2 separate regions of the Capra hircus genome follow, and region 1 is linked to region 2. The links are chromatin contacts, called in public Hi-C maps. All regions are on one chromosome and are shown on one strand. Each heading gives the region's core, a stretch centred on a gene start, on an enhancer-like site or on the middle of the called end of the contact. The rest is flanking DNA. Distances are from core to core; before and after follow the strand shown.

Region 1 (7,060 bases), core at 1,523-4,022, 170 kb before region 2:
AGTTTCAGCTTCAACATCAGTCCTTCCAGTGAACATTCAGGACTGATCTCCTTTAGGATGGACTGGTTGGATTAAAAGGTTATAACACTGAAAAACTGAAACAATGGTAGCAGAGTGGCTAGGTGAATTATGCTGTATCCACCCAGTGGTAACATTGCAGCCTTTTACATGGTGCTTCTGAAGAACAGGTGGTAGCATTTCATTGAGCAGACATTTGTATGGCCTGTATACCAGGTCCTGCTCTAAGTGCTTGTTGTACTGAGTTTTTGCTTACTGCTGTCCCTGCTGCTGCTACTGCTAAGTCACTTCAGTCGGAAGAACAAAGGTGTCCATCACAATCTCCCTTCACCTCTCAAGTGATGTATGGAATGCTGAAGCCAAGAATACTATCTAGCCTAGTAGCTGAGAGATGGTGGGGTGAGGAGGGAGGGGCGAGGGGGGTTTTCCTTCTTACCCCCACCCTCAGGCCATGCCAGCTCCTGCACACAGTAATAGGCAGGGGCAGTTTTAGCCCACTCTCTCCACAAGTCAGTCTGGAAAACTTCCCAGACTTCCTGGCTTTGGAGAACACTTCCAGGAAATGAAGCTGCTGCTACTGTTTTACTCTTGCTGAAAGACTCGGATTGATAGCATGCCTTTGAGTCCCACTATTAGGCTACAGGAGACAAACTCTGTAAGGAGGGAGCAGACATTCGGAAGGAAATCAGATACGTGCCAACAGAATGCCTCCTAGTAGAGTAAAATATTCATGAGTTTGTGAATATATGGATGTAGTGGAAGGTCCAATAATTGTTAGGTCATATACAATAAAAATAAAAATGGGGTCTGCACGCAAGATAAAATAAAAATGGGGTCTGCACGCAAGATAAAATAAAAATGGGGTCTGCGCGCAAGATAAAATAAAAATGGGGTCTGCGCGCAAGATAAAATAAAAATGGGGTCTGCACGCCAGGAAAATTACTCTGTTTTTGTTCTGCTGCATCTTTCTTTTCAGATTTTTGTCCTTCACCTAAAAGTAATTAAAATGGATTAGTTTAGAAATAAATATGTATTTGATATATGTTATGCTTCTGAATGACAAATCTGTATATTGCCTGGGGGTAACTTTTTCACCATTTTAATGCTTTTAATAAATATTTGCTGTTACTATAATAAATCACCCCTGTAAAAATACATACCCTCCAAAATGTATGTGGCTACTGGCTAAGTAGCCATTTTTCCATTTTATGACTCACTTGCAATACATGTTTTTCATATTATAAACCACACTGTTTCATTTTGGGTTTGCTATGAGCAGGAATAGTATATGGCAAAAACTGAGATAAACAAACGGGAGAAATTTGGAAAAAGGGAGGCTTTGTCTAGACTGTCTTGGCTGGTTTCAAAAATTTTATCTTAACCTCTTTGTTACATGTTTTTATTTTATTTGCATTTAAAAGTATTGTGATATCAATATTATATCCATATATTTCCTTTTTGAATTTGGTAATGTTAACATATATAATACATGGATATTTCAACAGTAAAAACATTTGTTTTAAATTCCTCCCACATAATTTCATGTTCTACTTCTCCCATATAATTTTGACTGCCTTGTCTCATAGAAGAAATATCTATTTTCAACTTATTTTCACTAACAATGAGATAAATCACACAAAAAAGCAGAATATAAGCTACTTAGAAAATAGAGATCCACTTACTATGGATCTGAAGGTTGGAGAATTTATGTTGTCCCAAACCATCTTGATGAAATAAGAAGGGAGTTATAGGGGACACTCTAATTCAGTGATTCACAAATAAGTGTTGGAAGAAATACTGCTTTTACAGGTCCAGAAAAAAGTGTTTCCTATAAGTTTGGAAAAGCTACTTGATCATGAATTTGCTTAGCAACCCACAGTACTCATGAATGCAGGGAAGACTCCTAGCAATCCACAGGAAAGAAAGCTTTCTGACTTTGTTTATCCCAGTATTGGGGCTTCCCAGATAGCTCAGTGGTAAAGAATTCACCTGCAACATAAGAGATGTGGATTCGATCCCTGGGTTAGGAAGATCCCCTGGGGGAGGAAAAATGGCAACCCACTCCAGTATTCTTGCCTGGAAAATCCCATGGACAGAGGAGACTGGCAGGCTACAGTCCACGGGGTCGCGAAAGAGTGGAACATGACTTAATGATTAAACAACAACAGCATGCCAGTATTAACAGCCTGTGGAGCATTACCCTTGAATGAGCTCTTAATTGGGTGGTCCTATAAAAGCTCGAATATCTCACCCTCTTGGCCAGCCTGCCAAAGTATGTCTTCAAGATTCTAATACTTCTGCTTTCTAGGAATTGTCCTTTCTCCCCCCAGCCCTCAGTCTTGAATTACACCACCCAAGATAGCCTCATGGCAAGCCCTTCAAGGAGCTAAAGAAGTTCCCACTATTTGTGAGGTTTATAGTTTAAACCCCAAACTGGAGTCTACCTTGGAGGGCTGGGGGTGAGGAAGAAACTTTACTTAGGTAAGCGTCTGTGATTCTTCATCCTGAAAAAGGGAGCAACACTTCCCTGGGGTCCACTTATGGCACAGGCACTCCTGAGGCTAAGAGTTTAGTTTGCCCATTTCTGGACCACGCCACTCCAGAGAACGTGTACAAAGTAGAACCAAACTCCTCTAATGTCACTATACAGAAGATTCTACCATAGACAGAGCTTCTGGTCCTGTGGCCCCGCGCTGGGGTGCCAAAGTCAGCAACTATGTCTGGGAGCTGACGTGTCTTGGCTGAAGTCAGCCTCCAAGCTGACTATGTAGGTCACTGCAGCCTAGAGCAGCTGCAGGCCTCACTCGGGCAGGCAGCTTCCAAGGCTAAGCAGATGCAGCATTCTGTAAGTATTGCTGCTGGGCATAATGAAAATCACCAAGAAATTCTCAGTTTTCCATTCCTAAGGCCCCCTGCAGAAGAAGCAGGCATACATCACTAACCTCAGCCCTGCACAACAGGGAAAGGTTTGGGGAGCAGCCTGACAGCACCCACAGAGCCAGGTGCCAAGGAAGTGTCACAGCAAGATAGCCAGTTGGACAGGCCTGACCCCAACTCTCCACATTTGACTCCTTTTATTTTCACACACCACAGAGTTCCATCTTGACACAGGCAGCCTGACCATTCTTGAAGGAATTCAGGCTGGAGTCCACTCTGGGTAAGCTGAACTCTGTGATATGCCATTGACCCCTCGGCACAGTTGGGTGCCATGGATACATTCCATTCACAGACCAACCCACTGACCTCCACCGCACCTCACACATTTGTCTGTTGTTCCTCAGATTCTCCAGGCCACTAAACTTCACTGCTCACACTTCTATGTCTATCCTCACTGAGACTTTCAGATTTGATATTTGCTTTCTTCCTTGCTACAACTTTGGTTCCTTTCAGTGGCAATTCCGAATCTCTGCCCTAGCTAATCCACATTACCCAAGAAAAGCTTCCTCCTCACTCCTAACCTTCAAGGACCCCAGAAGCTCTGACCTGGGACTGTTCCCACTTGTCTCACTTCAGCCTTGTGGAACTACTTACATTTTCTACGTAAGTCATGCTCTTGCCTCAGCTTCTTAATATACATTGTCTACTTTCTCAAATGATTCTCCTACTACTTCACTGGGATAATTTCCCTTCCTCCCCACCTCAGATCCAGTATCATCTTCTAGGAAGACTACACCGACTACTCTTAGGAATTATATTCCCCTTGTTGTTGCTTCCATAATCCACTCCGCACACTTTCATCATGCACTCAGTACACCCAGTGGTCACAGCTTACTTGTCCATCATCCCTATAGTCCACAGGACATTTATGAATCCATATTTAAAAGCAGAGACATTACTTTTCCAACAAAGGTCCATCTAGTCAAGGCTATGGTTTTTCCAGTAGTCATGTATGGATGTGAGAGCTGGACTATAAAGAAAGCTGAGTGCGGAAATATTGATGCTTTTGAACTGTGGTGTTGGAGAAGACTCTTGAGAGTCCCTTGGACTGCAAGGAGATCCAACCAGTCCATCCTAGAGGAGATCGGTCCTGGGTATTCACTGGAAGGACTGATGTTGAAGCTGAAACTCCAATACTTTGGCCACCTGATGTGAAGGGCTGGCTCATTTGAAAAGACCCTGATGCTGGGAAAGATCGAGGGCAGGAAAAGGGGATGACAGAGGATGAGCTGGTTGGATGGCATCACCGACTCAATGGACATGAGTTTGGGTAAACTGCAGGAGTTGGTGATGGACAGAGAGGTCTGGAGTGCTGGGGTTCATGGGGTCACAAAGAGTCAGACACAACTGAGTGACTGAACTGAACTGAGTACCCATACGTGATTTTACATGTCGTTTTCAGTAAATCTTCATTAAGTAAGTGAAGAAGGGTAGAATTACATTTCACTTTTAAAAAGAAAGTTAACCATCTTATAATCTGTAAAAGATATTAAGAAGTAAACCTGAAGGACACCTGGTTCCAGCAATGTGGCAGACTGAGCTAGTGGGGAACCTCTCACCAAAAAAAAAAAACAAACAAACAAACAAAAAAACCCTATAAATTCTATATAAATCAAACTCCAAAAATGTAACACCAGACTAAGTTTACAGAACATGAAAGAAGAGGAGGAAGGAAGGGATAAATCTTTCCATGTCAGGAACTAAAAGCCAAGCAGTAAGTGTGTGATTTCATGTCTCAGGAATGATGATGTTACTGGATCCTGAAATAAGGACTGAGGGCTTGAGTTTTAATAAACAGAGTGAAGATGAGACTTGGATGTGCATGAGGTGAGGTCAGGCCTTTATAGAGCTGCAATGGAGAAGGCAATGGCACCCCACTCCAGTACTCTTGCCTGGAAAATCCCATGGATGAAGGAGCCTGGTGGGCTGCAGTCCATGGGGTCTCTGAGGGCCGGACACGACTGAGTGACTTCACTTTCACACCTTGGAGAAGGGAATGGCAACCCACTCCAGTGTTCCCGCCTGGAGAATCCCAGGGACAGGGAGGGGAGCCTGGTGGGCTGCCATCTATGGGGTTGCACAGAGTCGGACACGACTGAAGTGACTTAGCAGCAGTGGCAGCCAGACCAAAAAGGTGAGAAAGCAGGTCTCTACCAGGGACTGACCCCTCCTGAGCACAAGCAAAATTCTCTAGAGAAACTGTTGTATCCTCAAGGCCAGAAGGTATTTCTATTTTAAAAAAATTCTTACTGAAGAAAAATTTTCAGTTGAAATAAAATGAGTAGACACAACATAGATCACAATAGACAGAAGATTAGCAATCCCCCTAAACCTCAAAGAATAATCTTTAAAAAGATCATAAATAATATGTTTAAAATAAAAGTGGTTATTAAAGAGATGTAATTCTATAAAACGATGTTTTTTAAAAAGTAGAAATTTGGAGGGAAACACCAAAAATTATAGAACTTCTAGAGATGACAAATATAATGTTTGAAACTTAAAGTACATTTAATAAGTAAAAGAGCATATTAGAGCGGGAGAGAGTTAGTTAACTGGAAGACAGATCAGAGGAAATTATTCGGATGTATCAAAAAGAGATAAAGGATAATACAAGAAAGGTAAATGGACATCAGGACTAAAATGAGAAGATTCAAAAGTGTGTTTAGTAGGCATTCTGGAACGAGATCAGAGAAAATGAGGAGGCAATATTTGAAGACATAATGGCTGAAAGTTTTCCAGAATCGAAATTATCCTCAGATAAGAATCACAAAGGCTTCCAAGAGTGTGTGTGCACATGCTAAGTCACTTCGTTTGTGTCTGACTCTTTGTGACCCTGTGGACTGTAGCCCATCAAGCTCCTCTGTCCATGGGATTCTCCAGGCAGGAATATTGGAGTGGGTTGCCATGCCCTTCTCCAGGGGATTTTCCCGACCCAGGGATTGAACGCGTCTCCTACACTGGCTGCTGATGCTGCTGCTAAGTCGCTTCAGTTGTGTCCGACTCTGTGCGACCCCACAGATGGCAGCCCACCAGGCTCCCCAGTCCCTGGGATTCTCCAGGCAAGAACACTGGAGTGGGTGGCCATTTCCTTCTCCAATGCATGAAAGTGAAAAGTGAAAGTGAAGTCCGTCAGTCGTGTCAAGGCGGGTTCTTTACCACTAGCACCATCTGGGAAGCATTTTGATAACAGCTAGTAAAATTGAAAGTGAAGTCGCTCAATCGTGTCTGACTCTTTGTGACCCCCATGGACTGTAACTTACCACGCTCCTCTATCCATGGGATTTTCCAGGCAAGAGTACTGGAGTGGGTTGCCATTTCCTTCTCCAGAGGATCTTCCTGACCCAGGGATCAAACTCAGGTCTCCCACATTGTAGGCAGATGCTTTACCGTCTGAGCCACAAGGGGAGTTGAAGCTGTTCACCCCTCATGACACAGCAGTCCTGGAGAAACGTCTCAACATATGGACACGGACTCAGTTACAAGAGTGTTCACTGAAGCACTGTTCGCAATGTAAAAAATTTGGAAACTAAATTGTCTATCTGTCCAGTAACACATAAACTGTGGATTCTTTCTTCTTATAGGGACTCAGAGGTTAAAGCGTCTGCCTGCAATATGGGAGACCTGGGTTCAATCCCTGGGTCAGGAAGATCGCCTGGAGAAGGAAATGGCAACCCACTCCAGTACTCTTGCCTGGAAAATCCCATGAACAAAGAAGCCTGGTGGGCTACAGTCCACGGGGTTGCAAAGAGTCGGACACAACTAAGTGAGTGAAGTTACTGGTATACAGTAATAGATAAACTGTGGATTCTTTTTTCTTATAATGGAATACCACAAAGAAGTTAAAATAATAAACCACAATACCATAGCTGTGGGCTTCCTAGGTGGTGCTAGAGGTAAAGAATCCACCTGCCGATGCAGGAGATGCAAGAGACGCGAGTTAAATTCCTAGGTGGGGAAGAAGAGGAAATGGCAATCCTCTCCAATATTCTTGCCTGAAAAATTCCATAGACAGAGGAGCCTGGCAGGCTACACAAAGTCCATGGGGCTGTAAAGAGTCAGACATGACTGAGTGTCCAAGTGCACACACACACTCAGTTCTCCAGGC
Region 2 (7,529 bases), core at 2,648-5,147:
GTTATGCTGGAATTTTCCAGCGTGCCGTAAGGAGCAGCAGTCACTCTGATTGGTCGGAGCCCATGCCATCTAAGATGTTAAGTATTTTAAATAGGTCTGGGTGTGTATTCTGAAAATCCTATTCAATATTACACAATAATTTTATATATGGAAAACAAAAAAGGATTTCTTTTGTGAGTCAAACTATGGGAACTGACTTTTGGCAAAATCCTTTTGTGGGCCACATGGGAAAATGCAAAAGATGGAATGGAGGGAAGGGACCAGTGGGGACCAAACCAGAATTTGGGGCAGTGGTCGTGTGAATTTTTCACTTGTCTGAGGGGCATGTGGATGAGGAAAAGTTTGAGAAACACTCAACTACATAAAATAGAGGTGACGGAGGTGATTCGGTTTAGGTACCAGTTGGGGTAATGTATGAAGTAAATCTATGATAGCCTTCCCTGTGTATGTTGGCTGTGAGCACGCATCGTTAGGCATCAAGCCTGAAGGCACTCAGGCCTGTGGTCATTGGACGTGCCCGGGGCTGCCTGTGTCCTTGTGGGGCCTGAGCATTCTTCCTGGATGCCTATTTGTTCTCGTCATTCTGTGCCTTTGGGCCTCCGTGCTGGGAAAGCACTTCCTGAAGCAGAGGTCCACAGGGAACCAGTGTGTAGAGGTTGAGAGCAGGACTTCAGGGTCAAGACGACCTACTTGCAAATCCCTCAGACCAGGTGGATTCAGGCAAGTGACTTCATGTCTCCAGCTCCAAGTTTCCTCTTTGCCGGATGGTGCTAGATGGGGTGGTGTTGGAACCACCCTCAGAGGGGAGGTGAGGATCACACGTTATGTTATCCTGCAGTATTTTCCATGGTGCCTGGCCCAGATAAGTGTTCTCGCGACAAGTGGTAGCTGCTACTGCTAATACACAGGATAGATACTAATTCACAGGGAGAGATACTACCAGTCTGACTTCATGCCGGAAAGAGGAGGCAGAAATGTCAGGAAGGCGCAGGAAAAGGTGATGGCCTTTTGGAACCAGGAAAAGGTGATGACCAGGAATAAAGACCATAAGAAAACTATAAGACTTCTGAATTTTGAAGTTCTCCCAGTCCTCAGTTCTAACAAAGAATAGAATCTGTTTCCTGGTTTTCAAGAACATCAGAAGTAGCTAGAAAGACAAGTCTGCCCTCTGTTCTAGGCCAGGCCAAATTTGGGAGCAGAGAAACTTCCAGGAAAAAGACAGAAAAATGAAAAAGCTGGTATCCTGGGGCCTGCAGGAATGCAGAAAAAGTAGCTGATAACCAAACAAGACTCAAAATATGGCTCTAGGGGCTTGGCTGGCCTGTGGTGCTTCCTGATACAGTGGCTCCTGGAAGCCAGTTTACCCAGGAACACTCCCTGCCTGTGCTGGGTCCGAGTTTGTGGCTTACTTGAAATAAACATTTACTTAGTGAACATATCAGTGAACAGGCAAGCTAGCTTTGCGAGCAGTCTCTGTTATTTAGCTGCTCTCCAGCCCACCAGAGGCATCGTGTATGCACTGTCTGATCAACACAGACAGCAGCAGAGAACAGCTGAGCCGATGAAGAGGGTACACATCTGTGGTTTCTGCCAAGGCAACATCCCTTCTTCCAGCAAAGATTCTGTCTATTCCTTTTGGGGAGCCACCCCTCTCCCTACTCTTGATTGGGGTTTCATCCTTTAAGACTCAGTTCTAGCAGGAGGTGACCTCTGCTAAATTCTTCATCCCAGCGGGGGATGGTCACGTGACACCGCTAACCAAGCAGAACCAAATCATTATGTTTAAGGAGGGACAAATGATCCAAGCCAAGACGAAGAGATGCAACTCCTGGTACCTGGTGTATTGGGACACAGATTCTCTTTTCCTGGAAGACTTTAAGTCTGTATGCCTGCAACTGTTGGCATTTTGCCTTCCCTCCGGGACAGCCCAAGTGAAGATGGAGCTGGTCAGCATAAAGTGGGCCCTCTGCTGTCCTGAAGCTACTGTGTGTGCGCATGCGCAGCTGCTCAGGTGTGTCTGACTCTTTGGGACGCTGTGAACTGCAGCCCGCCAGGCTCCTCTGTTCGTGGGGTTTTCCAGGGGGTTGCCTTTCCTTTAACTGATGACTCAGTTACTTTGCTGGTTCTAGGGATGTGCTTTGGGGTTTAGTCAGGTATGTGCATTGCATCTGAGGTTCCATGTCTTTGTTTCTGGAAAGAGAAAAAATCGTATCTCCTAATTGAACCTGAGAGGCAAAATACAAACTGGCTTTAGTTTTACGTGGTTCGACAAACGTGCTTTTATAACCTGTGGGTCAGATGAGATGTGGTCCTTTCTGGTCCCCTCACGGACACTCTGTCCTCCCTTCTGCAGTGTGTCCGGAGTGTACCCCACTGCTTGTGGCTCCGGGAAGGTCCCCAGTGAGCTTCAGTGCCCTCATCTGTAAAACGAGCAGCTTGGACTAGATCAGCGGTTCCAAGTTAGAGGAAAAAGCAGGGGGGTGCTTTGTTCAAAGCTTGTACAGAACCCTACCAGCTGGAGCTGCTGGGGCTGGGGTGGGAGTGGGGCGCTGGGGCTCCTCCTTTCCTGGCCTCCAGGGTGCCTCCCCGGGTGCCTCCCCCAGCCCCTAGAACTCTGAAAGAAAGTGAAAGTGAAGTCGCTCAGTTGTGTCTGGGTTACCATGCCCTCCTCCTCTCCAAGGCCCGATCTCTCTCCAGACATTTCAGCTCTCTTCATTCGCAGTGTCACCTCTGTTGTGAAAGCTTTTCAGTGCCCTGGCCCACACAGATTGCTTCTTTCTTTGTGGCCCTGTCACATTCATGAGTATATCACACACTCTGGCCTGTGTTTTTAAACTGGCCTAGGTATGGAGATCGGAGAAGATGATGGCACCCCTCTCCAGTACTCTTGCCTGGAAAATCCCATGGACAGAGGAGCCTGGTGGGCTGCAGTTCATGGGGTGGCTAAGAGTCGGGCACGACTGAGCGACTTCACTTTCACTTTTCACTTTCATGCATTGGAGAAGGAAATGGTAACCCACTCCAGTGTTCTTGCTTGGAGAATCCCAGGGATGGGGGAGCCTGGTGGGCTGCCATCCAGGGGGTCGCACAGAGTCAGACACGACTGAAGCGACTTAGCAGCCGTAGCAGCAGAAGGTATGGAGACCTGTTTTCCTTGAAGTGACTCAGCACTCACTTGGGAAGCTGAATGTCCTGAAAGAACTCCAGGGATGGGGACAGAAGCTTCGTTCAGGCTGTGGCAGGCTGCCCTCACCACAGGGCACATATCTGGGCAGAGCAGAGCTACAGCAGACCTCAGGCCCCCATATAAGGGTTTCCCTCATAGTTCAGTCGGTAAAAGCTCTGCCTGCAATGCAGGAGACCGGGCTTCAATCCCTTGATCGGGAAGATCCCCTGGAGAAGGAAACGGCAACCCACTCCAGTATTCTTGCCTGGAGAATCCCATGGATGGAGGAGCCTGGCGGGCTATGGCCCATAGAGTTGCAAAGAATTGGTCACGAATGAGCGACTAAGCGCGCGCGCACACACACACGGCCCACGTATGGGTCCTCCCGCTCTAGACCTTGCCGTAGCGCACGCGTCGGCCTGGCTGTGGTGGCTGGAAGGTCTGGAGGGGATCTGTGTGAGCTGGGTCGTGGCCTCACCTTTCAGCATCACTGGGCCAGCCCCTGAGGTAGGGGAATAAGTCACTTCCCGTCCCCCACCCGACCCCATGTTGGCTTGGTCATTTCCTTACCACTGCCTTCCCGAATAGAGCGGTTTACGGTTGTCAGCCTCACTCTGGGTCCTGTGAAAACTGAGAAACATTCCATGCAATGTGATTTCATTTCCTATCTTGCCTAACCTAGGGCTGGGGAACTGAAACCGGTTTCCGAGGCTCATAGAGACATCGTGGTTGGAGCACCACCTAGTGGCAGCACAGAATAGTGCTTGTGAGGAATCTTCCGGAAGGGTGGGTGGTGAGATTAAAGAGCATTCTCTATTTGATCTCCACAAACAATTTCATTGAAAATATGCTTTAAGGCAGAGTTATCCTGAACGTAATTTTTAGCCTTTTAAAAATGATTCCAAAGACATGTCTGCATCACCTTAATGAATACTTATTATTACGTGAAAGTCGCTCAGTCGTGTCCGACCCTTTGTGACCTCATGGATTATACAGTCCATGGAATTCTCCAGGCCAGAATACAGGAGTGGGTAGCCGTTCCGTTCTCCAGAGTAATCTTCCCACCCAGAGATCGAACCCAGGTCTCCCGCATTGCAGGCGGATTCTTTACCAGCTGAGCCCCCAGGGACTAGCGGTACTTATTATTATGCTGCTGGTAAGTCACTTCAGTCGTGTCCGACTCTGTGCGACCCCACAGACAGCAGCCCACCAGGCTCCCCCGTCCCTGGGAGTCTCCAGGCAAGAACACTGGAGTGGGTTGCCATTTCCTTCTCCAATGCATGAAAGTGAAAAGTAAAAGTGAAGCTGCTCAGTCGCATCTGACTTTTAGCGACCCCATGGACTGCAGCCCATCAGGCTCCTCCGTCCATGGGATTTTCCAGGCAAGAGTACTGGAGTGGTGTGCCATTGCCTTCTCCGACTTATTATTATAGAGTACTGTAAATATATGAGACTGGGAAAAATCTGTATGAAGTTTAACATCCCATTTAAGTTTCTATTTAAAAATATTTGGTACATCCAGAAATAATATACCATGTAACGATTTAAAAAGAAGTAGGTTGTTAATATAGAACTGGCTAAGAGATATTAAAAGAAGGAGGTACGTTATAGAACTGTATCAAAAGCATGCTGCAGTTTATGTGAGAAAAACATTAGAAAATAAGCATATAAACTTGGTCTACCCAGAACTTCTACTACTAAAGCGAGAGACTGATTCATTTAGCTCCGAAGAGCAAGGGACACTTGCTTCTTCCGGCCACAAGATGTTCTCAGATGACTTAGAACCTAGCAAAGTGTCTGAGGATCCATCCTCCTGCCGTGCAGCAGTCCTCTTGGGGACCCCACTGAAACCAGCAAGTAAATGCTGCCCTTCCAGGGGCCCCCAAGGGAAGGACCGATCTTAGTGCTGTGAGAACCCACGGTGTTTTTAAGACAGTCACAGAGAGACACCGAGGTGTTAGAAGAGTCTAACTGACCCAAGGGCGCAGAAGCAGTGCGCATTCGCTCCTTCACACTACCCTCAGAAAGCTGTTGGGATCAAATCTCATATCTGAGTTCAACCACTGCACTGATAATGGGAAACTTTTATGCCTCAAAGGCCGAACATTATGTCTAGGTTCGATCCCTGGGTCAGGAATATCCCCTGGAGAAGGAAATGGCAACCCACTCCAGTATTCTTGCCTGGAGAATCCCATGGATGGAGGAGCCTGGTGGGCTACAGTCCACAGGGTCTCAAAGAGTAGGATACAACTGAGCAATTTCACTTTTCAAGTACTTAATTGGGAATTAAAGGAAATCCTGCCCTGAAATGGCCACAATGGGGTTCTTTTGACCCTGCAAAGCTGACTTTTGTGTGCACAGAGAAAGTCAGCAGAGAGCAATTTCTTATCGAGGCTGTCAGTCAGCCTCCTGGATCCCTGCCTGCAGGGTCTGCTGGAAGCAAGAGTGGTAAGAATTTTTCTCTTTTCTAAAATTAGATGAGCCAGAGAAAGTATTTGTAGGGCTTAGTTCCTTGGATCCTTTGGCTTGAAAATTCTTCTGTGCTCAGTCACTCAGCCATATCCGACTCTTTCTGACCTCTTTGCCCACCAGGCTTCTCTGTCCATGGGGTTCTCCAGGCAAGAATACTGGAGTAGGGTGCCATTCTTCTTCATGGGATCTTCTCAACACAGGGATCAAAGCTGAGCCTCTTGCTGTCTCTTGCATTCTGAAGGCAGATAAAACGCTCATCTTAAAATGCTGTTCCTATTTTAACTGGAATGCAGAAGACTCTAAAGTCTTCAAAATTCCAAATTAGCCTTATCGAAAGATCTGTTCTAGAAGGCTAATGAAAGATTAAGGATATGAAAAGTACCTAAAACAAACAAAAGCTAAAGACTGATGTACTGGTCTCAGATGGCTTGCAGCGGCTTGAAGCAGGCTTTCAGTTCCTGGCCAGAGATTGACATCGGGTCACAGCAAAGAGAGCATCAGATCCGAGCCGCTAGACCAGGGGGTCAGGGACAAGGCCCTGGCCCTTTGGCTTTGCAGAAAAAGAATTTCCACAAAGACAAAGGTAGTGGAACACATGAAGTGATTATTGGGAGGAAAAACTACAGCATGTGTGGATAGAACACAAGCCGACTCGGAGAAAGACCGCTGTGCCCTCATGGTAGTTTACATCACTTCTATGTTTGTAAGTTTAAATCACCTCTACGGGGCATTTCTTCCAGGCCTCCTTTGGCCTGTCATTTTGATTTGCCTGGTTCAGAGTCTGTACCAGGTATGTCTCAAGAGTCTCCCATGTGTGCGTGCGTCTCTTAGTCAAGATGGGTTCTCCTGAAGAGGCTGTGGGTCGTTAGCATTGCCGAGCATCACTCCCCTTTTGACCTCCAAGAAGCATGTGTAGTCAGGGAGGTTTCCTGACTTTGAGAATGAGAACTATGGACTGGCTTATCTTCAGTCTGTGCAGGGCTCAGACGCCTGCCCTGCTGTTTGCCCTGGGGGCCCCATCTATCTCCTGCCTCGTAACTATCTATCTATTCCTCTCTATCCTTCATTTGAGTGCTCATTCTAGTAATCCTCTGAGTTGCCTGTCCACCCTGGACAGACTACTAAATGATTGCTTTAGAAATGGGACCGCTTGAGGCTATAGGCAGAACCCTTCAGCTCAAAGGCCAAGCCGAGGGCCATAATTGAAGAATTTTTTAAACCCAGGGAGGATTCTCAAAAGTTTTTGTAAATGGATTACCCAGATGTGAGGCTAACTGAACTCATAAATTTAGCTGATATTCTGAGTCCGATAGATTTTTTTTTTTTTTTGGCCTTCTTCTCCTGAGCTAAATGAGGATAAGAAAAATATTCCAACATAGTTTAATTAGTATGTCAGTCCTTTGATATCATTAAGGTGGCCACCCAGTTTTTTGAGGAATTAAAAACAGCTGTCCTTGTTTTACAAATCTCGTCTTTTCAGAACTAGAAGTGTGACTCCGAAAACAATTGGAAGCCTACCAATCCTTTTACCACTCCCCAAACCTTCCCTGTTTATCTTAAAAGGCCTTTAAGCATTGAGAAAGGTCAATAAAGTCATCAGCATTAAGTGTAATACTTGTTGTTATTTTGTTGTTTTTTAGTTGCTAAGCTGTGTCTGACTCTTTGCAGCCCTATGGACTGTAGCCCACCAGGCTCTTCTGTGGGATTCTTCAGGCAAGAATACTGGAGTGGGTTGCCATGCCCTCCTCCAGGGGATCTTCCCCACCCAGGGATCAAACCTGTATCTCGTACATCTCCTGCATTGACAGGCAGGTTTTTTACCACTAGCGCCAACTTTGGGTTCTGTCTGCAATATTACTGGTTTTAACCTGTGTTTTACAGGTGTAAGGAA

The links. Hi-C and Micro-C count contacts between places; a contact is called where the count stands out from the background.
Region 1: a Hi-C map of blood shows a contact between it and region 2, with 4 times the contacts expected there. The contact joins two enhancer-like sites. A contact is called at or near these places in 3 of 5 Hi-C or Micro-C datasets (all in blood).

Annotation. Positions count from the first base shown.
Region 1 is chr7:15,569,548-15,576,607 of ARS1.2, reverse strand. The region is part of intron 3 of SPATA9 (spermatogenesis-associated protein 9); the gene reads right to left. The region is part of intron 3 of RFESD (Rieske domain-containing protein); the gene reads left to right. Among named protein-coding and RNA genes, the nearest start is that of SPATA9, 19 kb to the right of the region's middle. Within about 2 kb of position 2,772, at least 2 of the 5 cell types and tissues checked have an H3K27ac peak or open chromatin away from gene starts, as enhancers often do.
Region 2 is chr7:15,404,184-15,411,712 of ARS1.2, reverse strand. No RefSeq gene overlaps it. Among named protein-coding and RNA genes, the nearest start is that of GLRX, 28 kb to the left of the region's middle. Within about 2 kb of position 3,897, at least 5 of the 5 cell types and tissues checked have an H3K27ac peak or open chromatin away from gene starts, as enhancers often do.